Linked DNA regions of Triticum aestivum: region 1 is linked to region 2. Evidence: chromatin contacts called from public Hi-C data. All regions are on one chromosome and are shown on one strand. The core of a region is the stretch at or near the end of the contact, and the rest is flanking DNA. Distances in the headings are between cores, read along the strand shown. Region 1 holds the start of LOC123150991 (F-box protein At-B). Region 2 holds the start of LOC123150984 (probable amino-acid acetyltransferase NAGS2, chloroplastic).

Region 1 (7,806 bases), core at 3,246-5,745, 300 kb after region 2:
CGGGGAGAAGGAGAATTCAGATGCACAACTAGGCAAGTATGTTGGCACCTACAAAAAGAAGGGTAGGGGGCAGGAAAGGGTTCTGCCTGCACAAAATTTTGAGAATATATCTGGCATTAAGAGGGCAGCTGAAATTCTTGAAGAGGATGGAGATGAGACTACAAAGAGATTGAAGCAGAAGGAGGGGCACAACAATGGGAGTGGGGAGACTGTTTACTCTGACCAGATAGCGGGGCTGCCAGGACAGCCCTGCGGGACCCAATGAAAATTATAGCATGGAATTGCCGGGGATTGGGGAATAGGCCGGCAGTTCGTGGTCTTCTGGATATCCAGAAGAGGGAGGACCCCGATATTTTGTTTTTATCAGAAACGAAGATGAATAAAGAGAGGATGGGCAGGTTCAGGGATTTGTTAGGTTTACATCATATGGTGACTCAAGATAATAAAGGAAAGAGCGGTTGATTAGCACTGTTTTGGAGGAGAGGAATAAATGTGACAATAAGGTGGATGGGCAGAATGCATATTGATGCTATTGTGGAGGAGAAAGATGGTTTCAAATGGCGGTTGACTGGTGTGTACGGTGAATCACACGTGGACAAGAAGGTTGAGACTTGGCGGCTACTAAGGACGCTCCACCATCAAGTTCAGCTTCCGTGGGTGTGTATGGGCAACTTCAATGAGATCCTTTATAACCATGAGAAGCAAGAGGGGGTTTCCCGCTCCCATAGATGTATGCAAAAAATTTGAGATGCTCTGGATTTTTGTAACTTGCATGATCTCGGCTTCGAGGGAGATGTTTTTACGTGGAGGAATAAAAACTACCGTGTTGATGGCTATATTCGTGAAAGACTAGACCGGGTTGTAGCTACACCGGAGTGGTGTGCCCGTTTCCCGGCATATAAAGTGGTTAATGGTGATCCAAGGAAGTCGGACCATCGGCCCATCACACTTTCTCTTGATGGTAGACCGGGACCGAGGCGCTGTGGGGGTGGTGACCGCCTGTTGCGGTTTGAGGCTCGGTGGCTGTTGGAAGAGAAGTGTGATGATATTGTGAAGGAAGCTTGGGAAGGGGTGAGGGGGGAGGATGCTTGGGAGAAGTTGAAAGGAGTGGTGAAGGCTCTCAATACATGGAGCCGGGATGTTTTGGGCGATCTAGGGAAGAGGATCAGGAAGCTGAGGAGTGAGTTGGAGGCTATTAGGAGGGAGCCTATTTCTGATAGGCAGGTGAGGAGGGAGCAAACTATCAGTTTTAAGTTGGATCGCCTTGAGGAGCAGGAAGATTTGGTCTGGAGGCAACGGGCCCATGTCAACTGGCTTATCAATGGGGACCGTAACACTAAATTTTTTCAAGCCTTTGCCTCCGAGAGAAAGAGGAAGAATTCCATTCATAGATTGAGGAAGGATAATGGGGAGGTTGTGGAGAGTGAGGAGGGGATGAAAGAGCTCGTCACTAACTATTTTTCTTCTCTTTTTACCTCTGTGGCAGGAAACAATACAAGTGATATAATGAACCATATAGCCCCAAAGGTAACCGACCAAATGAATGCACAATTGTTGGCAGAGTTTACCAAGGAAGAAGTGAAAGCGGCCCTGGATGATATCGGTGATCTCAAAGCGCCGGGTATGGATGGACTACCTGCAATTTTCTATAAGCACTATTGGCATCTTGTCGGAGAAGAGGTGACACGGGAGGTGTTGCATGTGTTGCGAGGCGGCAGTATGCCGGAGGGATGGAACGATACCCTTGTGGTTCTTATCCCAAAGGTTCAAAACCCTGAACATCTGAAGGATCTTCGCCCTATTAGCCTTTGCAACGTCGTGTACAAGCTTGTGTCTAAAGTCCTGGCAAACCGGCTAAGGTGCATTTTGGGTGAGATTATTTCACCAAACCGGAGTGCCTTTGTGTCGGGACGATTAATCTCAGATAATACTATTTTGGCCTATGAGATGACGCATTTTTTGAAAAGGAAGCGGACGTGAAGCACGGCTTATGCTGCGTTGAAACTGGATATGAGCAAAGCATATGACCGCGTTGAATGGAACTTTCTGGAGAAGGTGATGATGAAATTGGGATTCGCTGAACAGTTCGTGCAGCTAATAAGTACATGTATCAGATCGGTCCGTTTCAGTTTCAAAATAAATGGAACCTGCACTGACCTAGTCATCCCGGAGCGGGGCCTCCGTCAGGGCGAGCCCATCTCCCCCTACTTATTCTTGATCTGTATTGAGGGGCTGTCAGCTTTGTTGCACCATGCAGAGCAGGCTGGGCAGATTAAGGGGATTCAGCTGGCGCCTCAGGCACCCCCATTAGCCACCTGTTTTTTGCTGATGATTCGATGTTACTATTGGAGGCAACCCCGGAAAGCATTGCGGCTGTGAATCACATCCTGCATGTGTATGAGCGGGGTTCAGGCCAAGTCATTAATCGAGACAAATCAGTTGTCCTTTTCAGTAAGAATACTTCCTCGGCCAAAAAAACATGTTCTGCTAAATGCTTTAGGGCTTCGGTCTGAAAGCTTGCATGGCAAATACTTGGGTCTGCCGAGCTATGTGGGTCGTTCCCGCCAGAAGTGCTTTGAGTACTTGCGCGACAAAATATGGGAAATCCTAAAGGGATGGAAGATCAAGTTGCTTTCGAAAGCTGCAAAAGAGATCCTAATAAAAACCGTCATTCAAGCTGTCCCCACTTACGCGATGGCTTGTTTTGATCTTACTAAAGAGCTTTGCGAGAGTATTAGTGCCATGGTGTGCAAATTTTGGTGGTCTAACCAGGAGGAGGAACATAAGCATCATTGGATTAGTTGGGAGAGGATGTGCTTACCGAAGGACCAAGGTGGGCTCGGCTTCAGGGACTTGCATACGTTCAATATTGCCATGCTTGCTCGTCAAGTGTGGCGACTCATCTAGGCTCCGGAGTCCCTCTGTGCACAAATTTTGAAGGCAAAGTACTTCCCTGATTGCGATATTCTGGATGCTTCGACTAAACCTGGGATGAGTTATGTGTGGCGTAGTATCTTACAGGGTCTGGAGGTTGTCAAGGCCGGGATGATTTGGAGGGTTGGATCGGGGGAGAACATTCACATATGGTCCGACCCGTGGTTACCGTCTAATGATACGAGGAGGCCCAGTACTTTGCAGAGCGGTCACTTGCTAACGAGAGTGTCTGAACTCATTGACCCATTGACAAACCGATGGGATCAACAGCTAGTCTCACAAACCTTCACGCCGGCCGATGCACGTACAGTCCTGGCTATTCCCATCTGCGACCAATATGAGGATTTTGTGGCTTGGCACTTTGATAAGAGAGGTATATTTTCCGTTCGTTCTGCATACCGGGTGTATACGGACCTGAAGCTGAAGCGGAGTACCAGGCAAAGAGGCGAGAATATTGCTGGAAGTCAGTATACGGCAAGATTTTGGAACAAACTATGGCGACTTCGATGCCCAGCACGTGTGCATCATTTTCTGTGGCGCCTGGCCCAGAATAGTCACCCGCTATTCCGCAACGTTGAACAATTAGGAGTTGAGCTTGATACATCCTGCATCCTATGTGGCCGGTTTGCGGAGGACGGAGGGCATCTATTCTTACGATGCAAGGAAGTGAAGAAGGTGTGGAGGGAATGTGGTCTTGATCATATCAGAACGGATCTCCTGGCTATGCAATCCCCCCAAGCCATGTTGGAGGTTATCTTTAAACTTCCTGATGATCTGCTACTGAGAGTGGCCAGCCTCCTGTGGTCATGGTGGTCTGAGAGGAATAAAGCTAATCATAAAAAACAGAGGTTAACGCCGGAAGCTTTCGGTGCAAAGGGGCGTCATAATGTGGCTGAATGGACTGAATTCCTCGGGAAGAAGAACCAGGGCTCGCCTACGCCGTCAGCCCGCTGGAACCCCCGTCTGCTGACTATGTTAAGATCAACTTCAACGCGTCATTTCGTGTGGATACAGGGTCAGCGAGTTGGGGTGCCATTGCCCGAGACTCTGATGGTGAGATGATTTTAGTTGCGGCAGGAGGTTTACAACATATGCAGGATGCCATGCACGCGGAAGCTGCTGCATTGCTTAAGGCAATCGAGGTTGTTGTACATGTTGGAATGGGGAGGGTGGTTTTCCAGACCGATTGCCTTCCGTTGCAACAAGCAACTGCATTCTTGATGTTAGACCACAACCCCCTTGGTGTCCTGTTTAGAGAAGCTAAGTTCCAGATGCAACAAGAGTTTATAGTTGCTTCTGTAGTTTTTCAGCCAAGAGAGTGTAACAAGCCAGCGCATGTGCTGGCTGCCTCTGTCAATCGGAACATACCAAATGGCCAGTCTATTTGGCTTTCGGAGTTCCCCATCGATGTAACCCGTGCTGTGGCCGCCGATTTGGTCGGTCCACCGTAATTTTGGAATGCAACGTGTTCCAGTTTCAAAAAAAAAACAGTAGCAGAATAAAACCAAATAGAACGACGGCAGAGGGCCCACATGTCATACCAACACAGAGGGCCCGCGAGCCGTGGTGGTATATCCAGGGACGGTCTCCGCGCATCTGACTCTAGGTCTGAAAGCAAGGAGCTATGGAGAAGAAGCCCCGCGCCGCCGGCGACGGCCAGGGCGGCGGCGAGGCCTCCGGCAGCGGAGGAGGAGGCCTGGTCGACATCCTCCCCGAAGCGCTCCTGGTGGAGGTCGTTGGCCGGGTGGGTCTAGAGGCCGCCTGCTCCGCCGCCGCATCCTGCCGCGCCCTCCGAGGCGCCGCCGGTGCCGCCTTATCCTCCGTCGCATCCCTAGACCTCTCGGTGAGCCTCGTCGCTCCCCCCTCTCTCGCGCTCCCCGCCCACCGCCAGAGACGGTCTCCCTTTAATCTGGGGTTTGGTCGCTGTTGCAGGCGTTTACGCCGACGAATGCTATCGCGAATAGGATTCTTGCCGGTAATGGAAGGCTCCGCAGCCTCGCCATCAATTGCAGCCTACTCAATGACTCCGCGGTCGCTGCTATTGCGAAGGAGAGCCTCCGCGAGCTCTCGCTGCTCAAGTGCTCGTCGTTCTCCCCATACCTCTTTGTGGTGATTGGCGAGAGGTGCACCAATTTGAGGTATGCCTCTTCAGCAATTGCGTGTTTGCTTATGCTACGGGTTAGATTACAGTTGGACTTGTGGTGGTATTAGCTGATATGGTTAAAAAAACATATTTTGAGTCAGAACACGTAGTAGCCGGGGCCTCAATAAGTACAAGGGGCAGTGTTGTGTGTAACTGAGAGAATCAAGATGGACTCCGGCGCGGTTCACGGAGGGAGTGGTCTCTGACCAGAGTCTCTCGTGGGTATTGAGTTTGTTGGGATATCAGATAGTATCAGGGGATCCCATGGGATGTAGGTTTTGGCTGAACCTCGTTAACAAATAGCACTGTCAATCAAGGTTCAACATATCATATATTGGGTTTGTATCGGTTGGGCTTGAACATATCGGATGTCGTATATCGGACGATATGTAGATATATCGAAGAAAATATATATGGAATTTTTTTCAATATTCCTCAAAAATATTTTTACAGCGAAAACAAAATGTATGGTGTTAATGATCTAGCATAATAAATTTAGATTCCTAGTTTATGAACTTGTTAATTAAGAAACTATTTAAGACATATTCACAAAATCCTCACTCTAAGATTAAAAACAATAACTTATATATGTGTTTCTACAAACATTACGCATGACTAACCTTAAAAAAAACATTACGCATGACTTTGCTAGTACGATGAAGTTGTAAATACATTTAACAAATCACTGGTTTGTGATAAATAATTGTGTTCATTGACTTACCTACCGGTCTATATCAATGGGCACATCGCGTCAGATATCGGCAATATTGGTCAATATTTCGGTCCACATCGGATGATATGTGAAAATGATATATTATGTTTACATCGGTAGAGCCCCAAAACTGATATATCGGCCTACATATATCTAAGCTGCATGAGCTGGTACTGTGACTAGTGGAACCAAGCGGCCATGGTATTAGTTGTGGAAGTAGCATTGGCACTAAGCCATGGAGGCTAATTTCAGAACAGTATATTTCTTGAGAAATTGGATTAGGCGCTACGAACTGTTGCCTAGTATTATTGCATTGTAAGGTTTATTGTTGTCCAGGTGGGATGGGCATTGGGGATATTTGATTTGTACCTGGCATAGTAATTGGTTATGTTTCTGTTCTCTAAAAAATGATTTGTTTTCAACTTGACCCAAATTGTGGGAAGTCTGAGCATACTGTATTTATATTCAGATCAATTACACTGGAGATGGCAAACTTGAATGGCAGTGAACATTTTGTGATCTGCCGTAAATCCATAGCACACATGTTCAAAGGATGTGATTACTTGGAGGTGAGGTGTCTTTGTCACATATGAACACGATATTGCATGTTTGGATTTTTTAGATTAGTAGCTTTTGAGTACAGTTTAAGTAGAAAAACAACCTTTGAATACTAAAGCATATATATAAAAGGTTAAGTAATATTAGCCATGGATTTTGAGTAATTAGCTGTTGGAATAAGTTCATTTGGTTGCTGTGTGCCTGTGCCTAATCTGTCTTTTCAAATCTATCAATGCAGAATCTTTCGCTGAAATTTCCTCTCCTAGCTCCAGGCTCTGTTGATTTTGATTCTTTGGTGCCTGTTATACCTAGTACCATCAAGGTACTATTGCTAATGCCTGTGGCCAATTGGCAGGCAAAGAAACTCTTTCCCATAAGCCCATCTGCGAAGACACCCTTCAGTGACAGTCTAGAATCACTGTCTTTAGTTCTGGACATAATAACGGATGAACTTGTTACCTTCATCACAAGAAGTCTCTCAAACTTACTTGAGCTCTGCCTAGAAGACAACCCTGGAAGTGAAGCAGATCTGGACAATGATCTGACCAATATTGGGCTGCAAGCGCTTGGCTTATGCCAGAACTTGACACATTTATCTCTTACACGCGGTAAGCAGGGTTGTTCTTCCACCTTCAGAAGGGTAAACGACTTTGGGCTACTGATGCTTGCTGAAGGATGCAAGCAACTCCAAACCATTAGGCTTGGTGGGTTCTCTAAAGTGAGAGATGCTGGATATGCAGCCCTTCTCCACTCTTGCAAGGACCTGAGGAAATTCGAGGTCAGTACTGCCTCATGTTTGTCAGACTTGACGTGCCTCGATCTTGATGAGGCAGCAACAAAGATCACGGAAGTGAGATTGCTATCCTGTGGTCTCTTAACCAGCGAGACAGCAATATCTCTCTCATCCTGCACCAACTTGGAGGTTCTTGATCTGTCGGGTTGCAGGAGCATTGCAGACTCTGGCCTGTCCTCCATCTCACAGCTTTCCAAGTTAACACTATTGGACCTTGCCGGAGCTGACATCACCGATGCAGGTCTGTCAGCACTCGGTAACGGGAGCTGCCCAATATCTTCCTTGTGCTTGAGGAGTTGCAGAAGGATCACCAACAACGGCATAGCCTCATTGCTGTGTGGGAGTGGCATCATCAACAAAACCTTGGTCGCGTTTGACATTGGGAACGTACCAAGGATATCGGGTAGAGCCGTCACATTGATCGCCAAGAACTGCGAGCGGATAAGCAGCCTGTGCCTCCGAAACTGCGTCCTCATCACCGATCCATGCCTCGAGACTCTAGGTTTGGACCGGCATGGCTCTGGCAAAAGCACCCTGAGAATGCTCGATCTCTCCTACTGTACCAGGCTGTCCCGCAACTTCCTGAGGCTGTTTGATCCGCTGGTTGACCCGCCGCTGTTCCGAGGCCTGCGGTGGCTCGGCGTTGGGAAGAACGTGCTGGAGCGT
Region 2 (7,407 bases), core at 918-3,417:
GAAAAGATATGTCCAAAGACAAATCATCAACCACGGCATCAATACAAAGTACAGCACTGGTTATGTAGCTTTTACTTGCAGTACTTCGCCAACCATCAACACTACAAGAACCAAGAAATGACTTCAATACTTAATCTCCATTTCCAAAAGTGTGTGCTGAACCGAAAAATAGAAAAACCATAGATGAGATGAGACAAACTATGACCGGAATGCACCCGATACTTATGCTATTAAACTGACTGGATACATCTCCCTCGATATCCTATATATACGCAAAACAAAAATCAGGATGTTCGTCTATATGTAATCTTCATCCAGAACTCACTCAGCGATGCTTATCCCAAATAAGCACCCCACTTTCCTTATATGCTGCCAAATACGTATCAAATACGGCATATAGGAAAAAAAACAAATAAACAAATAGGGTCAAACACAGGCAACTTCAATAGTGTGGACGTTCATTATACAAAAAAAAGACGTATCTTTTCAAAGCATTTTAGCATATAAAAGAGTAAAAAAGCGCAAATCTTCAGCTAACCTCTATCAGCCAAGAGCTTATCAATCTGAACATGTGTTCCAGGAACAAGAACAAATTTGATCCCAAGACCATGTAGAAGCGATATATCCTGCATGTTGAAGTGACGTCAATATTATGGAACTACACATAAGTTGTCAAAAGTATATAAAAATGCATTTTAAAGGAAATTTCAACAAAACTACGCTCTTTAAATTAACACAGAACTACACCTTTAGTGAACTGTCATTTCAGCCAATGAACACTGGTTAAGCCATTATGGTAATGTCATGGACCAGGGTTCATGAAAGGTAACACCTCAGAAAATCTTTATTATTTATAAATCTTGTTTTAGAAGGAGGAGCAGGTCAACCTATCCAAACCCAGGCTCAGCTACCCGGGTGCAAGATTTTTTCTTGGTAATTTTCATGTACAGTGACACCACCCCATTATCAGATGGAAAATATGTGTGGTTTTACACCGGGACACTGGGTCATTTTCTCTCTGGGGTCCGCACCATCCAAGATATTGTTAAAAACAATATTCAACAGAAATGTTTTGATGACAAGGACTGCTAGGCACAATGAAACTAACATGAAGTAAACGTGCCGCTGTTAATTTATTTATTATCTTCTCCAACAAATCAGTTTAGGAGGAGAGCTGGTTTGAACTTAGATCAAACTAGCTTGACCACTCATATCGCAACCAGCCGTCGGTTTCTCTCTTGACGTTGCTCTCTTCTTTGCAGCGCAATTATTATAAGAAAGCAAGTGTGCTGTCCAGCTCGAACAATGACATAGGAAAATCGAGGCCGTGGAGATGGCCTGAAGTTCACTCTCTTCAAATACGTCCAGCAAGATTATGCGATCCACCGTCCAACCTCTTAAGAATTCCTAACTCGGCATGCGCATGCTGAATTCGGAACAAATCTGCGAAAATCCCCCTCTTGTTGAACGATCCCATCAAAATGGCGTTTGAGGCAAAACCAAAAACTAAGCGATCAAAACGGCGAACACGCGTGCAGAATCGCTGTCAAGTGTCAACCCACAGCACCGAAATGCGAATCATCCATTTCCGCGAAAGCGGACGGGGGACCATTCGGGGGGGGGGAGCGACGGGTACCTGCAGAATGCCGTCGAGGTGGGGCCCCGCGACGACCTCCCCGGAGATGACGACGACGAAGGTGCTCCCCCGGTGGCCCCGGATGTACGGCCAGGCCTCCCGGAACCACCCGACGAACCTGCCCCCTTCGTCCGCCTCCGCCTCCCCAGCCCCCAAAGCCCCATCACCGAATAACCCCGCTCCACCGCCGCACCGCACGCCCGTCGCACGCCGGCGCCGTGACTCAGGGGCGCGCATCGCGACCCTCCCGGGCCGCGGCCGCGTCGGCCCCGCCGGCGCCCTGGAGGGCTCGTCGGCGAAGCGCGCGGCGGTGCGGGTCGCCGCCATCGGAGGGGGGTGGGCGAGATTCAGCGGGGGATGGTACATGAGTGCGGCGGGCTGGCTTGGCGTGGCGTGGCGCTCAGGCCGTACGCGGCGAGACGAAATGTAGAGAGAGAGAGAGAGAGAGAGAGAGAGAGAGTTGGAAGCGGCGATCGGCGAGCGATGTGGCGCGCGGAGACGGGGTTTGGGTCTGGGTTTGGGTTTTGCTCGGAATAAGTGGGGGGAGTGGGATATATACGCGGGGTCGTGTTGACTGACGCTTGGGCCTTCTTGTCTGCTTCCGTGGTGGTGACTGTGATCCGACGGTCCGCGCCGGCGGCGTTCGCGTCTGGTGGAGGTTGGTCTCGGCTCGGGGGCGGCGTCAGCCAATGCCAGTGACCATGCTCGCGGTAGGTGGGAGACGCGCGGCTTCTGCGCGCGTGCAAGGGGCAGGCCGAAGCAGCACTCACTCACTATATTATCCTGCGGCCACGAATGCGATTATACGGGTTTCTCGACGCCTGCGGCCGGTCAGGTCATGTCACCGTGACAAATTGCCTTCTTTTACGTTTGTGCACCGCACGGCTTTCTCACTAGCCCTCGTTCGGTCGTCGTAGCTGAATGCCGGGCCAAAATCACTAGTCTCGTCTTATTTTAGGACCATGTGACCCAGCGGCGAATCCAAGGGGCGGGCTTGGATGGGCTCAAGCCTGCCCTCCGAAATTAAAATCCAGCCTATCCCAGTCCATCTCAGCCCAGTTTCAGCCCATCATAACCCAGTTTCAGCCTGTGTACTGAAGTTAAGCCTGCCCTTCAAATTCATTCTAGATTCGCTACTGATGTGACCCTCGTTTACAAGTTTTGTATGATCCGACCCTCGTGCTTATCCACAGACGCATCGCCGGTAGGGTTAACGGGTATATTGACATGGTCAATTGTTGATATTATTGTCGAAAAAGGTTTTCGTCCCGTTTTATATATAAAGTCATGATCATCAATGTCTGGTACAACCGCACTCATCCACAATACACACATCCAAGACATAATACATAAATGTTGAGCACAACAGCACAATCCCTAATAAGGGTCACCGGAAAGCTTCAACCGTGAACACGCCATCGCGAAGAAGTGAAGCCGCATATGACGAACCTTGGGCTTCAAGGCGGCGCCTTCATGAAGGATACGACACCGAAGCACCGCCACCGCCCGATCCGAGGATCAGAGTTTTCCCTGGAGCAACAAGACGGGCAATGAGAATCGCGACGACGCCTTCAAGAAGGGAGCGATCTACGTCATCGCCAATCCGACCGAAGATAGAGCAGATTTTCACCCCGACCAACATTCACCGTCACCGAACAAGGATCGCCAATCTTGATCTCTAGCCTTCCCCGAGTCGTTTTCCACTCAAATCATCTTTCCACCAAATCCAAATCCTGTGAGAGAGAGAGTTGAGTGTTGGGGAGACTATCATTTGAAGCACAAGAGCAAGGAGTTCATCATCAACACACCATTTTGTTACCTCTTGGAGAGTGGTGTCTCCTAGATTGGTTAGGTGTCACTTGGGAGTCTCCGTCAAGATTGTGGAGTTGAATCAAGGAGTTTGTACGGGCAAGGAGATCGCCTACTTCATGAAGATCTACCCTAGTGAGGCAAGTCCTTCATGGGCGACAGCCATGGTGGGATAAACAAGGTTGCTTCTTCGTGGACCTTTCGTGGGTGGAGCCCTTCGTGGACTCGCGCAACCGTTACCATTCGTCGGTTGAAGTCTCCATCAACGTGGATATACGATAGCACCACCTATCGGAACCACGCCAAAAATCTTCGTGTCTCCAATTTGCGTTTGCACACTCCAAACTCCTCCCTTTACCTTCATATGCAATTGTTTTACTTTCCGCTGCTATACTCTTATAATTGCATGTGTAGGTTGATTGCTTGACTTGTGCTAAGTTGCTAAAATCTGCCAAGAACTAAAATTGGGAAAAGACTAGATTTTTATTTGGTCAAGTAGTCTAATCCCCCCCTCTAGACATACTTTCGATCTTACAAGTGGTATCAGAGCTTTGGTCTCCATTTGCTTTGATTTCCATAGCTTTTGGTGGTCATAGCCTTGGTTTCACAACCTAGGAGAGTATGGCGTCTAGCGAGGGAAATTACCACCGTAGAGGTCCTTACTTTGATGGTATAAATTTTGCTAGTTGGAAGCATAAGATGATAATGCATATTCTTGGCAATAACCCCGTCATTTGGGCTATTGTGTGTATTGTCTTGCAAGGTGAATTCTTCGATGGGAAAGAACCAAAACGTGAAGCTACCGTGGAAGAGTTGAAAATGCTACAATACAATGCTCAAGCTTGTGATATTCTCTTCAACGGATTATGCCCCGAAGAATTCAACAAAATCAACCGTCTTGAGAATGCAAAGGAAATTTGGGATACTTTGATTGATATGCACGAAGGTACCGAATCTGTCAAGGAATCCAAATTGAACGTGCTTCAAAGTCAGCTTGACAAGTTCAAAATGAAGGATGGTGAAGGTGTCGCTGAAATGTACTCTAGGCTTGCTCTCCATCACAAATGAGATTGCCGGCTTAGGAAGTGAAGAGATGACCGATAGATTCATCATCAAGAAGATCCTAAGAGCCTTGGATGGGAAATATGATACCATGTGCACATTGATCCAAATGATGCCCAATTATAAAGATCTCAAGCCAACGGAAGTTATTGGAAGAATTGTTGCTCATGAGATGTCACTCAAGGATAAGGAAGAGCTTCACAACATGTCAAGTGGTGCTTACAAAGCCTCATGTAATGCTCCCACATCATCAAGTGAGAAGCAAACCTTCGATGAAGAATTGAGTCTAATGGTGAAGAACTTCAACAAGTTCTACAAGAGTAGAAGCAAGTAAAGAAGTTCCAAGTCAAGGTCCTACAATGACAAAAGATCTTCTAGTCGTGAGCGCAATTGCTACAATTGTGGAAGACCCAGACACTATTCCAATGAGTGTACGGCTCCCTACAAAAGAAGAGAAGATTCTCCCTACAAAAGAAGAAGTAGAAGAGAAGAATCACCATCAAGAGAAAGGAGTACAGATGATCGTTATGAACGAAGACCATCTCGGAGAAGTAAGGACTCGGAAAGGAAGGACAAGTCATCAAGAAGCTACACAAAAAGAAGACATCAAGTTCATGTTGGTGAATGGGTATCCGGTTTCGACTCCGACAATCACTCCGAAAGAAGTTATCACTACGACTGCGAATATACTCAAGATGAAGGTGTTGCCGGACTAGCACTTGTGACAACCAACTCCTTCGACATATTTGACTCACCAAATGAAGGAATTGGGAGATGATTCATGGCTAAAGGTCCAAAGGTAACACACCCCGAGTATGTTGATTTCAATAGTGATGAAGATGATTTGCTAGGAGATGATGATTTACTTGTTGACAACTCTAGTTATGAAAACTATGATGAGCTTGCTATTAATCATGATAATCAAGATAAAACGAATGACAATGATAAGAAGGAGATTGAGCGCCTAACTAAAGAACTAAACACTCTTAAGTTAGCTCATGAAACTATCTTGGAAGATCATCGAGAACTTTTAAAGACTCATGATAAGCTACGCTTTGAAAAGCTCAACCTTGAGCAAGAACATGAGTTTTTAAAGGCAATCAATGATGATCTTCGCAAGAAAAGTTCTTCTTACATTGCCAAGTGTTTACTCTTGTCTACTTACATGCCACAAGTTAAATCTAGTAACAAGAACAAGAAAGATTCTACATCTAGTAGTAACAACAATCATGCTAAATCCAATGTTGTTGCTTCTAGTAGCTCTCTTGATTCCACTAATGATTCTCTTAGCCAAGTTACACTTGACCAAGAAAATAGCGTATTGAATGGAATTATAGAGAAAGGTGTTTACAAGAGCCTTGCCGGAAGTAAGCAATTTGAGGAAATTGTACGCAAGCAAGGAAGACACTGGAAGAATCAAGGTGTTGGTTTTGAACGAAAGTTCAATGCCAATGGAGTTGAGTGGGAAGAAGATCAATACCCCAAGACGAAGTTTGTTCCTTAACAAGAGAAGTATGATCCTACTTCTTTCAAAGGAATACAATCTCAAGATGATCTTCCACCACAAGACCACAAGCAAAAAGGCAAGGACAAGCTTCAAGAGGAGATTGATGCATTCGAGGAAGCTCCCAAAGCCTTAGTCAAGTGGGTTACCAAGACTACATCAAGTTCTACTTCATCAAGTATGACTACAACTCCAAGGATTCCCATCAAGATGGTGTGGATCCCGAAGAAAAAGAACTAGAGAGTTCTTGAGGGTGACTCCGCCAACATACTTCACTCATATCATTTTGGCAAGGACAAGTGCAAACAACTTTCATATCTTGCACTAGTTCAAGGAGTCACAAACCCTCTTGTTGGTAAGACAAGGGACAAGGTAACCTAATGCTTCCATGGACATCATCTTGTGTACACATCACTCTATGTCTATGGATATCCTTATTTGTTCCTTGTAGGACTAACCCATGTAGGTATTGAAATTGCAACTCATTCCAAAGGATTGCTCCGAATGATCTACATCAACATTGAGAATCCACATCTTCAACACCTACACGAAGTCATCATCGACAAAACCCAAGGTTAGTTGATCCCTCTTAGGGGGGATATCACATCTAGCGGGAGCTTTACTCTAATCAATTGAGTTAAAGCAACTCTAATGGTGTGAGTACAACAATGCTCTATGTAAAAGTGGTAACCCCACTTGTGCTTAAACGATGAGTATGACCTATGATCAAATGTTCTCATTTGACTCCTAAGTCAATATACTTATATATAGATCACCTAGTCATCGCCAATTGCTTGATAGATGCTAGAGTGTTTGTGCATGCTTCGTCACATATTTCTTTTGCCATCTTATTGTGTGAGCATGTTGGTTGCATATTTTACTCATTCGAGGACATCCATTTGTTGCTTTGATTGTTTGGCCTTTTCTCTTTTACCAAATGGATGGACAAGAATGCCTAAGAACTCCCTCTAGCTATCTATGCTTTTCTTGTCTCAAACTCTATTCATGCTACATCACAAAGTTTTATCAAGTCAGATTCGAACCACTCTGTGTGAGGAGCACTCGGAGTTCCAGATTTGTCATAGACTTAAACTTCCAAAACCTCTTTGTGTATTTTGGTCTAACCGATTCATCCTTTTCGGTCCTACCGAGATCACTTAGTTGATCTAGGTTTTCAATCTCGGTGCAACTGATTAGAACCTTTCGGTCACACCAAGTTGCAATAACTACCTGCAGTTTTGCATCTCGGTGCCACCGAGTTGTTCCACTCGGTCACACCGATAGGGTTAGGTTATATATACCGACGGGTCAAATTTTGGAAAAAATTCTGAAACCCTTCGCCTGCGCATAACCTACTCTGCCTCCTCGGGTCTCCGGATCATCCTCTCATCGTCAG

The links. A called contact is a pair of places that touch in the nucleus more often than the background predicts.
Region 1: a contact with region 2 is called in a Hi-C map of leaf, with 8 times the contacts expected there. The contact joins the promoter of LOC123150991 here to the promoter of LOC123150984 in region 2. A contact is called at or near these places in 1 of 5 Hi-C or Micro-C datasets (leaf) and 1 of 1 datasets of contacts at active chromatin or transcription factors (leaf).

Annotation. Positions count from the first base shown.
Region 1 is chr7A:221,397,600-221,405,405 of IWGSC CS RefSeq v2.1, forward strand. It overlaps LOC123150991 (F-box protein At-B), which reads left to right and starts at 4,496. Exons shown (of 4, transcript XM_044570787.1): 1 at 4,496-4,777; 2 at 4,867-5,072; 3 at 6,259-6,358; 4 at 6,586-7,806. The coding sequence starts at 4,559.
Region 2 is chr7A:221,104,443-221,111,849 of IWGSC CS RefSeq v2.1, forward strand. It overlaps LOC123150984 (probable amino-acid acetyltransferase NAGS2, chloroplastic), which reads right to left and starts at 2,168. Exons shown (of 10, transcript XM_044570781.1): 1 at 1,637-2,168; 2 at 539-626. The coding sequence starts at 2,002.